Regions from separate parts of the Mus musculus genome. Here all the other regions are linked to region 3. The links are chromatin contacts, called in public Hi-C and promoter capture Hi-C maps. All regions are on one chromosome and are shown on one strand. The core of a region is the stretch at or near the end of the contact, and the rest is flanking DNA. Distances in the headings are between cores, read along the strand shown.

What was found. Promoter capture Hi-C pulls out the DNA fragments that hold promoters and counts their contacts. A called contact is a pair of places that touch in the nucleus more often than the background predicts.
Region 1: a contact with region 3 is called in a Hi-C map of colorectal tumor organoids, with 9 times the contacts expected there. A contact is called at or near these places in 1 of 484 Hi-C or Micro-C datasets (colorectal tumor organoids) and 1 of 130 datasets of targeted methods (pancreatic cancer cells).
Region 2: a contact with region 3 is called in a promoter capture Hi-C map of liver, with 2.8 times the contacts expected there. A contact is called at or near these places in 2 of 39 promoter capture datasets (both in liver).
Region 4: a contact with region 3 is called in a promoter capture Hi-C map of liver, with 4 times the contacts expected there. A contact is called at or near these places in 3 of 39 promoter capture datasets (liver and pre-B cells).

Annotation. Positions count from the first base shown.
Region 1 is chr19:4,496,990-4,499,863 of GRCm38.p6, reverse strand. It overlaps 2010003K11Rik (RIKEN cDNA 2010003K11 gene), which reads left to right and starts at 1,281. Exons shown (of 2, transcript NM_027237.2): 1 at 1,281-1,620; 2 at 2,250-2,874. The coding sequence starts at 1,345. The coding sequence ends at 2,348.
Region 2 is chr19:4,124,624-4,127,470 of GRCm38.p6, reverse strand. It overlaps Tmem134 (transmembrane protein 134), which reads right to left and starts at 1,511. Exons shown (of 8, transcript NM_001078649.1): 1 at 1,431-1,511; 2 at 1,271-1,429; 3 at 350-414. The coding sequence starts at 1,445. It also overlaps a transcript of Aip not described here.
Region 3 is chr19:5,608,742-5,611,441 of GRCm38.p6, reverse strand. Kat5 (K(lysine) acetyltransferase 5) reads left to right here and starts at 1,348. Exons shown (of 14, transcript NM_178637.2): 1 at 1,348-1,424; 2 at 1,524-1,590; 3 at 1,911-1,979; 4 at 2,070-2,206; 5 at 2,485-2,640. The coding sequence starts at 1,413.
Region 4 is chr19:6,839,333-6,842,240 of GRCm38.p6, reverse strand. It overlaps Rps6ka4 (ribosomal protein S6 kinase, polypeptide 4), which reads left to right and starts at 1,614. Exons shown (of 18, transcript NM_019924.2): 1 at 1,614-1,748; 2 at 1,836-1,907; 3 at 2,563-2,781; 4 at 2,874-2,908. The coding sequence starts at 1,694.

The DNA of each region.
Region 1 (2,874 bases), core at 32-2,531, 1.1 Mb after region 3:
AGGAGGGCAGAGATCAGGAATTCGAGATCATCCTCTGCCACATAGCGAGGCCCATCTGGGCAACATAAGACCCTGTCTAAGACAAAAGTCTGGCACTGAGATAATATTTACTATAGGTCATTTTTTTCTTTGTGTCTCTGTATGGTGTGTGAAGGGATTATGTGTGTGTGTGTACACTCGCACACATGTGTGTAATCTAGAAGTTGACACTAAGTGTCTTCCTCTGTCATTCTCTACCTTTAATTTTTTTCCTCTTAGTTTTTGAGAGAGGAACTAGCTGTGTAGACCAGGCTGGCCGAAACTCACAGAAATTCCCCTGGCATGAGCACTGAATGAGCCACCTTGCCTGGCCTCACCTTTTTACATTTTCAAATTACATTTATTTGTGTGTGTGTGTGTGTGTGTGTGTGTGTGTGTGTGTGTGTATTGTGTGTTCTTGAGAGCCACAGCGCATGTGTGGTGGAGAGAGGAAAGCCTGTGGCAGCCAGTTCTCTCCACCAGGTGAATCCCAAGGATCAAACTCAGGTTGTCAGGCTTGTCAGCAAGTGCCTGTACCCACTCGACCACTCCTTCCCCTTAGTTTTTGAGACAGTGTGTCCCACTGGGTCAGGAGTTCACCAATGCAGCTCAGACAGGGACTGCAAGTCCCAGAGAGTTTCCTGTCTCTCCCAGGTCTGGGATGACAGATGCATATCCACCTTTCCACAGGGGTACCAGGGAACCCAACCCAGATCCTGTGCAGCAAGCACTTTATGAGTGAGCCGTCCCCCCAGCCCCTGCAGGTCACGATTTTGGATGTGTGCCGCTGACCTCCAGAGCACTTTTCACCTTGTAAAACTGAAGGTCTGGAGCCATGAAAACAAGTACCGTCCACTGTCCAGCCCCTGCCTTACCCGATTTCACCCTGGTAGTTACGGTTTTGACTGTTGTAGAATGAAGCTATTCTGTTCTCTGTCCTGTTGTAGAAGTAATCTTTGCTTAATGTCAATGAGATGAGTGGTACGGCCAGCCAAGGCCAAGGCCAGAGGAGGCCGGCAAGGTCTCCAGGGTGGTGTGGTCAGAGAAGGCTGTCTGGAGGGAGGAGGGAAGACAATAGGAACCAGCCTAGCATTCAGAAGGATCCCGAGCTGGAAGCCAGCCTGCGCTGTATAGTCCCACAGGGTGAGAAGTCAATGGAGAGAATGACTCAGAGATATTTGGCCTCTGTGGCCTGCCCTTTGGTTTATGACAGCCACCTCAGCAGCACTGACCTTTGTCTACAGGTGATCTCCCATCATATGAGTGAAGGCACCAGGCCATCTCACAAAGCTAGTGGCTTACCGACCAGTGCTAGCTTCTAGGATCATGGGGACCAGCCTGCGTAGCCAGTCCTTTAGAGAACCCCGGCCCTCCTATGGGAGGCTCCATGAGTCCCAGGGGAGGTCTCTGGATGGCCGACTCCACAGAGCACTGAGCCTCAGACTGGGCCGTGAGAAGTCCAGGTCGCAGGTCCCCGATGGCACGGAAGGGCTGGAGGTCTCTGTCCAGGAGCGGCTGCCAGGGACCCTGGGAGACAAAGAACAGCTGATCCAAGGCCAGAGAGGAGGAGGCAGCCGGCGGTGGCTGAGACAGTACCAGCAGGTGTGGCTTCAAACTGAATTATCACTTTCATGGGGAAGGGTGGGGACTCCGGGCAGCAAAGGGTTAAGAGCACAGCTGACCTGAGGAAAGCCAAGCAAAATACCCAGGAATTGAATGCATTTGACTAAAAGCAGTTGTGATTCCCCTCACCCCTGTGGGCACTGGGGATTCACTGAAGGTTGGAGGAGGGTGGGCAAATGGGGTCTGGGTGGAATATGGTCAGAGCTGTTTCTGTTTTGAGATGGGGTCTCGATAAGTAGCCCAGAGTGGCCTGGAACTCTTGATCCTACTCAGTGTTCTGAGTGCTGGGAGTGCAGGCATATATTACCACACAAGGCTCTGAGAGCTGTATTAAGATGATTAATGTAATACTATGTTGCAAGGGTGACTAGAGCAGGAGGCAGGCAGATTGGCCAATGCAACTTCTGGCAAATTACCGTCTGTACCTCTCACACAGGATGAAGAGTAGATTTGCCCCACCCCTCCTGGCCCTTCGTCCCAGGGGGAAGGGTCTCCCCTCCCCCCAGGAGTTTAGCTTCTCTTTCATGGCTCTACCCCCACCTGGTGGCTGTGAGTGGAACACCACTTGAAGCCACTGCTATGATGTTTCTCCTACTTTGGTCTTCCAGCATGTGAAAAGAAGGTGGAGGAGTTTTGTCGCCAGCTTCCCCAGTGTGACCCTGAGTCAACCAGCCTCCCCAGAGACCTTGTTGGACACCAACAACTAAAGCTGCTGTGACTGTCCCTCACTCCACCGGCTCTGCTCCTGTGTCTTTTCATCTGCCCCTGCATGGCTTTTCTGGACTCTGAACTGCTCCAGCTTTTGAACTTTGTCTTGTGACCCAAGGAGGCCTCTGCCACCAGATCATTCAAAGCCCCCATGTGGCTGCTCTTCTTGGTTCTGGCACCTATCTCTTAGCAAAGATCTCCATAGGCCTGAAGAGGAAATACCTGGCTCTCTACCTTTTGGGTTTAAAGACTCCCTGGACTGGCATTTATGAAGGTCTTAGGGACCTACACAGAAATGAGAGTAGCAACTGTGACCCCTTGGCCCCACAAAGACCAGCCACCCACTTCCAGGTCAGAGTTCAGTGAAGCCAAAGAAAGGCTGAGAACTTCCTGAATATCACCTGCTCCCAGGGCCAAGCTCCACATGGCTTTCTGGGCAGCTGCCAGTGACTGGCCAAGGCTTGGGCCTCCCTCATAGACTGTGAGCCTTCACAGGCTAGGACCATGTCTGGACTGTCCTGGGGG
Region 2 (2,847 bases), core at 262-2,761, 1.5 Mb after region 3:
TAGGGACTGAGGTTAACCCCTGCAGGATAGAGGGTCCAGAAGGAGGTCAAGGGTAGGGGGTGAAAAGGAATTACAGAATAGAGTGTGTGTTAAGAGGAATGAAAGAGGGTGGGGACTGGATTAAACTGAGGATTCCTAGAAGACAGAAAGCCTGGCATTGATAAGGTGGAGGACCGGGGCACTGGGGTAAGGTGACCCAGCTGGACAGCAGATCCCATGAGAGAAGCAGGGCTAGGAATCCCTGTAAGACAGGTAAGTGCATCTGGTTGGGACTGGGCAGGTCCTTGCAGACAGGAGCCTGAGACACGGGGCCTGGGATAAGAAGGGTGGGTCCCCACCTGGCCCTGACCTGGTGCTGACTCCCCCATCCGGCTCCGGAGAGGCCTGGGCTCCGTCCTCATCATTTTCCAGGTTCTGTTACAGGACATAAGGTTCAGATAAGCTTCAGGAATGGGCCTTTCCACTGCCCTCTGGGGGGAGGAGAAAGGCAGCCTGACAGCTTCTGCCTGGCACATCTGGCAGCTGCTCTCCTGCCTCTCCCTGCCCTCCCAGCGGAACCGGTTTGATGATTCAGAAACCAAAACCTGGGTAGGAAGTAGGTGGCTGTTGGGGGCTTCAGCACAGAATCCAGCAGGGGTGGGCTGCCAGCATGGATCCCAGGAGCAGGTGACCACTCAAATGAGGCTCTCAGGATTTTTCAGGGACCCAACATAGAGACTTTGGATTTGGTATAGCATAGCACAGGCCTCTGGGTCTTACGTCCTAAAGAACGATAGGGTTGGGGGAAGCTACCTGAGACAATGATTTATGGTGTGGTTTAGTATGAAGAGATGGGCAAACACATCATGTGTGGGGACCTCCACTTTTAGGGTGATTCTCAAAGCAGAGGGGATGCGGAGGCTCCATAGGTCACGTGATCTGGGGCTCAAGGGATGCTGTAAATATCGACAAGGTCTGGTTCAGATTGGAAGTACTCCCCAAACTCCTCGGAGTGATATTGGGGTGTCAGTCTTCAAGACAGGTGGGTTCTACACTGTTGCTAAGGCCTGGGTTCCTAGTCCGAGTTTCCGGCTCTCCACAGCTGCACTGGAACCGAACTCAGAGCTCAGAGGGCAAGGACATAAATCTGGATGAGCAGACACGTCTAGGGGACAATTTTCCGCTCCGCTGGGGTCTCTAGGCAGAGGCTCCGGAGTTAGAATTCTCCGGGGCCCGGCCTGGGGTTCCGCCCTATCCTGGACAAGAGGGTGAGACGAGCAGGGCCGTTCACCTGGTAGCGTAGCCGGGACTGCTTGTCTTCATCAGCCACCTCGAACCGAGCCCGGCGTTCGAAGTGCAGCGGCCCGAAGCGGGCGACCCCGCTGGACTCGGGCTCAGGCCCCGCGTCCTCCAGGGTCAGCTCGAAGGCATCATCGATGCTAAACTGGGGGCCGGGCGGCGCTCATGGCCCCCGCCGGCCTAGGCGCCCAGCGCCGCCGCCATTTGAGCCCGCCACGGCCCCGCCCACCAAACAGGGCCCGCCCTCACAGGGCCCGCCCCGTCTCCCTGGGAGCGAAGATCTGCCCTCTACAACCGCCCCGCCCTTGCCCGCTCCTCCTCTGCAGGCCTGAGCAGCAGAATGCAGAGTTGCTTCGGGATCGCGTCAGAGTCTCGCGGGTAGCGGGACTCGCGGCGCCCCCCAGAGGTTCCCTTGGTGAGCGACAGCCCCGGCTGTGACCAGGACCGATCTAAGCTTGTGCTTGTAAGGGAGGGGGGAGGGGAGGAGGGGGGACGGAGGGACGGGGTGTGTGTGGTGTGTGTGTGTGTGTGTGTGACGGGGTGTGTGTGGTGTGTGTGTGTGTGTGTGTGTGTGTGTGTGTGTGACGGGGTGTGTGTGGTGTGTGTGTGTGTGTGTGTGTGTGGTTGCTTTCTCTGCCCAGGGGTGTGAGGTGTGTGTGTGGTTGCGTGGTGTGTGTGTGTGTGTGTGTGTGTGTGTGTGTGGTTGCTTTCTCTGCCCAGGGGTGTGAGGTGTGTGTGTGGTTGCTTTCTCTGCCCAGCAGCTCAAACCTCATGAGGTAGCCTGGATTCCAGTCCGCACTCCAGTGCCATAGAAACTCTTGGACCTGTTCCTCCATCCTACTCACCACAGCTTCCAATGGAGGGGTGTCCTTGTCATTTTTCAGATGTGGACACTGAGGCTCAGAGCTTATATTGTTTTCTCCAATTCAGAATACATGGGGCAGCTAAAGTGATTAAAAAACAATCTTTCTAGCACTGAGTCTGCATTCCCTTCTATCTTTTTTTCTTTTTTTTTTTTGGTTTTCTTGGAAGAGGAGCTCCCTATTTAGCTCACTCTGGCCTTGAATTCCTGATCTTTTTGCCTTAGCTTTTATAGTACTGCTTTCTCTTCAGTGCTCAGGAGTGTTTGGAACTGAATAGATGTATAAATAATAGTAAATATCGGTGGCAGTTTGTCAAAGTGCTACGTCTGAAATTTGAACCCATATCTTTCTAGCTTACAAAGTGTTTGCCCTCCTCCACGTCCAACCGCCCTCACATTTTATGATCTCCCATAAAGAACTGAGTCAACCCAACTTCTCATTTTATGGTTAAAGAGGCTCCTCTCTAGTTGTGGTCATTCATTCCCCCCCCCCCATTCCCTCCATCCCCATCTTCCTCCCCTCCCCTTCTTCTCCCAAGACCTGGCCTCACTGAGTTTCAACCCAGCCTGGCTCTTACGTGGCATTGTCTTCTGTATGGATGTGTTTGCAGTGTACAAACATGGGCTCCTGTATCAAGTGCATTCTGTTGTTTACATTTTTCCATTTTTCCACTCAGTGCTAATGGTTTCCACATGCATCTTGTTTG
Region 3 (2,700 bases), core at 99-2,598:
CAGTGAGACTTCACCTCAGAACAAACAATAACAAAAGGCCTATTGGCTTTTCAGTACTTCTTATGCTGAACATATTTTGCACACAGATCAAATCCAAGTGTTATTATTAATGCTCCTGTGATGAAACCAATCCTTTACTTCTGCACATAAACTCTTCTCAAAGTGGCCAAATGGACCCGAAACCATTTAAACTGGGAACACTTAGAAGTAAGGCTAAAGGGCCCCACTACACCCTTTAGGCATGTTATCAATATCTGTGATAGTTATTTTTGGTTGTCCATTTGACTACATCTGGATTTCACTAAAACCCAAAAATGGAAGAACACATACGTGAACAATTTTGCCTACTCTGAAGTGGGAAAACCCACTGCTTTGTGTTTTTAAGAGGATTTCTCAGTGTAGCCCTGGGTGTCTTGGAACTTGCTCTGTAGACCAGGCCTGCCTCTGCCTCCCCAGTGCTGGCAAGCTGGCTTGGTGGAAGATCCACTTTGAATTCACATCTTTGAGGAGGGAGAACACACCTTTGTTATTCAAACCTATTCTTGTTATTCAAAGTCAGAAGATGCACCTTCTGCTGGAAACTAAAAGAAAGACATGAAACAAGATTTTCCTCCCTGCCACCCCCAGGACAGGGCTTATCTGTGTAACCCCGCTTGTCCTGGAACTGACTCTGTAGACAACGCTGGCCTCAACTCATAGAGCTTCGCCTGCTTCTGCCTCCACTGCCAGCCTGCTTTTACTCTGCCTACTTGCTCTCACTCTCGTTGACAAGTCCGCTCCTTCACTGTCATTAGCGCCTACTTCTTTGGGATTCTGATGTATAATGAAGACCAACTGAGACATCCATTCTTGTTGACTGAATGCCTACTGGAATTTTGAACCTTCCATGTATACAGCCACATATATACTATTTTAAAAATAGAAATCCAGTATTAACGGAAAAATCTTGCTAAGCCCCCAGGCCTGTGCAATCTTATGCAGACACCTGGGTGGATCTCTAAATCCCTTCAGGTCTACTGACTCCCCAGGGTTCAAAACCCCACTCCTTAGCTTCTTACTCAGGGTGACACCTCACACTGCCACTAAGAGGCTCGCCAGAACACTGCCTCTAGACAAAGCCTAAACATGATCTGAGTGACCGGCGTCGCACCCGGTGGGCGTCACGTGACAGACTCGGCGTTCCTCCAATCGCTGTGCGAGGAGCGGGGATTCCATCTAGTACTTGGCCTCAGGTTTACAACGTCCTGCTCTTCCATTCCCCAAACGGGCCGGCTTTTTGCTACCAACCAGCTAGCAGTGATTCTCAAGTGTTTCCCTTTCAAACAGCTTCAAGGGGCTCGGGCCTATAGCGCACTCAGCTCCGGAAGTGACGTCTCCCAGAGGGGCCGGAAGTGGCAGTGGAGGGAGGGAAGATGGCGGAGGTGGTGAGTCCGGTGCCCGGGGCGGGGCGGAGGGAGCCAGGGGAGGTGGGTAGAGCCCGAGGCCCCCCAGTAGCCGACCCTGGCGCCGCGCTGTCTCCCCAGGGGGAGATAATCGAGGGCTGCCGCCTGCCCGTGCTGCGGCGCAACCAGGACAACGAAGATGAGTGGCGTGAGTGACGTCGGGGGGCGGGTCCAAGGAACCTGAGGGCGAGGGGCGGGAGGGAGTCAACGATCGCACGGGAGGGGGAGGGGCTTCTGCAATCCCGGGGCGGTCGCAGATACTCGGGAGGAGGGGCGTGGCTTTTGGACGTACGGAGATGATCCGGGCGGGGCTTGGAGAGAGGTGTCACTTGGTGACTAAAGGGGTCTTGAACCAGCCCCTCTGAGTGCTGGGACACAGGCCTCCAGCCTGGAGGTGGGATTCAGGTCGAAGGGTGGAGTCTCCTGACCTGCCCTGGCTAAGACTCCCTGTCTGTGTGGTTCTCATAGCCCTGGCTGAGATCCTGAGCGTGAAGGACATCAGTGGCCGAAAGCTTTTCTATGTCCATTACATTGACTGTGAGTCCTGGGCCTGGATGGAGTGGGGTTGCTGGAGAGGGTTGAGGGCAGCCTCTGGCATTCCCTCCTGAGCCGTTTTCACTGCTGCAGTCAACAAACGTCTGGATGAATGGGTGACTCACGAGCGGCTGGACTTAAAGAAGATCCAATTTCCCAAGAAAGAGGCCAAGACACCTACCAAGAACGGACTTCCTGGGTCCCGCCCCGGCTCTCCCGAAAGAGAGGTGGTGAGTAGGTCCCCCATTTCATCTTTTCTCTCCTGCCTCTTCCTTCTTGCATCTCTTGGCCTCAGGGGTTCCTGAATGGGCAGGAGGCAGCATTCTTCTGCCATGGCTTCAGCTTGCAAAGGATGGGGACCAAGTTGCAGGCGTAGCTTCCAGAGTCCAGCACTGCCTTGCTTTAGAGAAGGCAGAGGGTGGGATTCCATGCTGAGGGGCCCATCCCCCCCTTCGCCATCCCACCACCATCCCCACCCCAGAGGAAGACCCTGGACCTATCTCTGCAGCCGGCCTCCGCCCAGGCCAGCGGGAAGACCTTGCCAATCCCGGTCCAGATCACACTCCGCTTCAACCTGCCCAAGGAGCGGGAGGCCATCCCAGGTGGCGAGCCTGACCAGCCGCTCTCCTCCAGCTCCTGCCTGCAACCCAACCACCGCTCAACGGTACCCTCAGCAATTCCAGGGACCTTGCTTTCTTCTCAGGTCCCACCTTCTCTACCTTCT
Region 4 (2,908 bases), core at 365-2,864, 1.2 Mb before region 3:
AGTATGTCAGTATTTTAGACTTTACAGTAGCCCACATTTAAGAGACTAGATTTTATTTAAAAAGATAATAAAGACTATCCAGTTATTGGTTTTTTTGTTTGTTTGCTTTTTGTTTTTGTTTTGTTTTGTTTTTTTTTTGAGACAGGGTTTCTCTGTGTAGCCCTGGTTCTCCTGGAACTCACTCTGTAGACCAGGCTGGCCTCGAACTCAGAGGTCCACTTACCTCTGCCTTCTGAGTGCTGGGATTAAAGGTGTATGCTACCTTCTTAAAATATTGGGATGCTAGCATGAGACCTTAAGGACAAATAAGAAAGGAAAGGCTATGCTTTAACACAGACGAGCTGACGGGGTGAAATGTCATAGTTCTTTTGTCAAACTAGACACCTAGGTAGAGGGAACCTCACAGCTGAGAGACTGCTTCCAGCAGATTAGCCCATGGGCATATTTGTGGAGGCATTTTCTTGATTGCAAATTGATTATAGGAAGGCCTAAGTCACTGTGGGTGATACATCCCTAGCTAGATGGGCTTGGGTTATGTAATAAAGCTAGCTGAAAAAGTCAAGGGATGAAAGTCAGTAAGCAGTGCTCCTCATAAGCAGTGCTCCTCATCATAAGCAGTGCTCCTCCATGGTCTCTGCTTCAGTTCTGATCTCCAGGTTCCAGCCTTGAGTTTCTGCCTTGACTTCCCTCAGTTATGGACTGTAGCCTGCAAACCAAATAACTGCCCCTTCCCCAAGCTGCTTTAAGTCAGAACGTTTTATCACAGCAACAAAGAAGCAAACGAATACAGGGACAATTAGGCTGGGTGGCAGGATGTGAGTCAGGGCACCCGAGGCTGCCCCAGGGAGGGTGGGGCTCCCTGGGAAAGGTGGAGTGGGGTCCTTGTGCAATCAGCCCTGCAGGCTCCCTCTTTAATTCTTTTTGAAATTACATTTATTTTATATTATGCCATATGTTTGCATTGTATGTAGGTGCAGGCACTTAGATCTAAGGGCAGCTTGTGGAAGTCGGTTCTTTCTTTTTACCATGTGGGAGGGAACTAGGCATCCAACTCAGTTGGTCTCCTTTGGGGCAAAAGCAACTTTACCCATGTAAAGTGGCTTCCTGTTTCTGAAGTGTACTCTCAGGATGCCCATTGCCGGCCCAGCATCAAGAGCCTAGGGCTCCTGTGTCCAGGGAATATAAAGATCTCCAGTGTATTTGCTGAGCTTAACGAGTGTAACGAGTGGTCCTAAAGAAGGAAGTGGGCTGTGATTTGTGTCTGTTGGCTAAGAGGAGCAGAAGAGGCAAGGCTGCCACGTGGGAGGGAGGGCTCCATCAGCCTGGGTGGGCAGCCCTCCTCAAATCCTGGGACACAGACCTCTAGTGTCCTCCATATCCTGCTGGACAGACACCTGGCTAGGAGGCTTACTCCAGCTGCAGCCACATGTCACCCAAAGGCCCTGCACGGCTCTCACTGGTCCCGGGGCCAGGAGACCCTGCCACCGTCTGATGCTTCCCACCCGCAGCCCCGCTCCGTCACGTTCCAGCCGCCTGACTCAGGCCGCACGGGGCGGGCTGGGAGCCGGGAGGCGGTGCCGGCGCCCGCTCGGCCCCAGAGGCGGCACCAGGAAGCACCCGCCCCGGCCGGAGCCGCCATGTAACCGGCGCCGCCCGTAGCCCCAGCCGCGCGGGCCCCAGCGACCCGCCCGCCATGGGAGACGAGGATGAGGACGAGGGCTGCGCCGTGGAGCTGCAGATCACCGAAGGTGGGTGCCGGATCCCGAGGCGGCTCTCCCGGACGGGTGGCAAGAGTCAGCGACCCTCTGGGCTCACTCGCCCCCCTGTGTCCGCAGCCAACCTCACCGGGCATGAGGAGAAGGTGAGCGTGGAGAACTTCGCGCTGCTCAAGGTGCTGGGCACGGGAGGTGAGAAACCGCTTTCACTGGCATGGTGCTTTGGGCCTTCTGCCCGCCCACTCGCCTGGACCTGGGCCTGGGCCTGGTTGCTGGGGAGGTCCCCCCACCCTTTCCCGGCATAGCTCCCCTTGCCCGCCCCGCCCTACCGTACCAGGGTTCCGAGCCTACTTGCCGGGCGTCCACGTTGACAGGACTCTTCTCTGCAAAGTCCTATGCGTGCGTGCCCCCTGCCGCGATTTCCTAGCCTCTTTGGGGTTTTGACTCCCTCCCAAGAGCTTTGCACAGCTTCTCTCCCCATCTTCCCTTGCGAGCCCCACTCTTGTATTTTGCAAATTCCCCAGTCCGGGTTTGCACATCCCTCCGCTGACTGGGAGCGCGCCTCTGCCTCCGGTGCCAGCGTTTTCATCTTTTCTCAGCTCTCTTGATCATCCCAGGTTTGCACGTGCCCCGCCCCTTCCCCGCCCCGCAGGCCTTCTGGAGTTGCAAGCTCCCCAGGCTAGTTTGCACTGCAAATTGCTTTTCAGGCTTAACCGAGCACCCTCCAGGGAGGGCTCACCTTCTCCTTAGAAGGCTCTGTCAGCCTTTTGCACCCCCCTTCCCACCAGTCTGCACCGCCCTCGCACTTACAGCCCACCTTCCAACCGCTTGCTTGCTGCTCCCACAGCCTATGGGAAGGTGTTCCTGGTGCGGAAGACGGGTGGGCACGACGCGGGCAAGCTCTATGCCATGAAGGTGCTACGCAAGGCGGCGTTGGTGCAGCGCGCGAAGACACAGGAGCATACCCGCACCGAACGCTCGGTGCTGGAGCTGGTTCGCCAAGCACCCTTCCTGGTCACACTGCACTACGCCTTCCAGACGGATGCCAAGCTGCACCTCATCCTGGGTGAGGGCCTGTCACATCTCAGCTTTGGAGAGGGACGGGAGTTAGATTAGGCTACCTTGTAGGGAAACATTTCAACGTCTCCTCACTCCCAGACTACGTGAGCGGTGGTGAGATGTTCACTCACCTC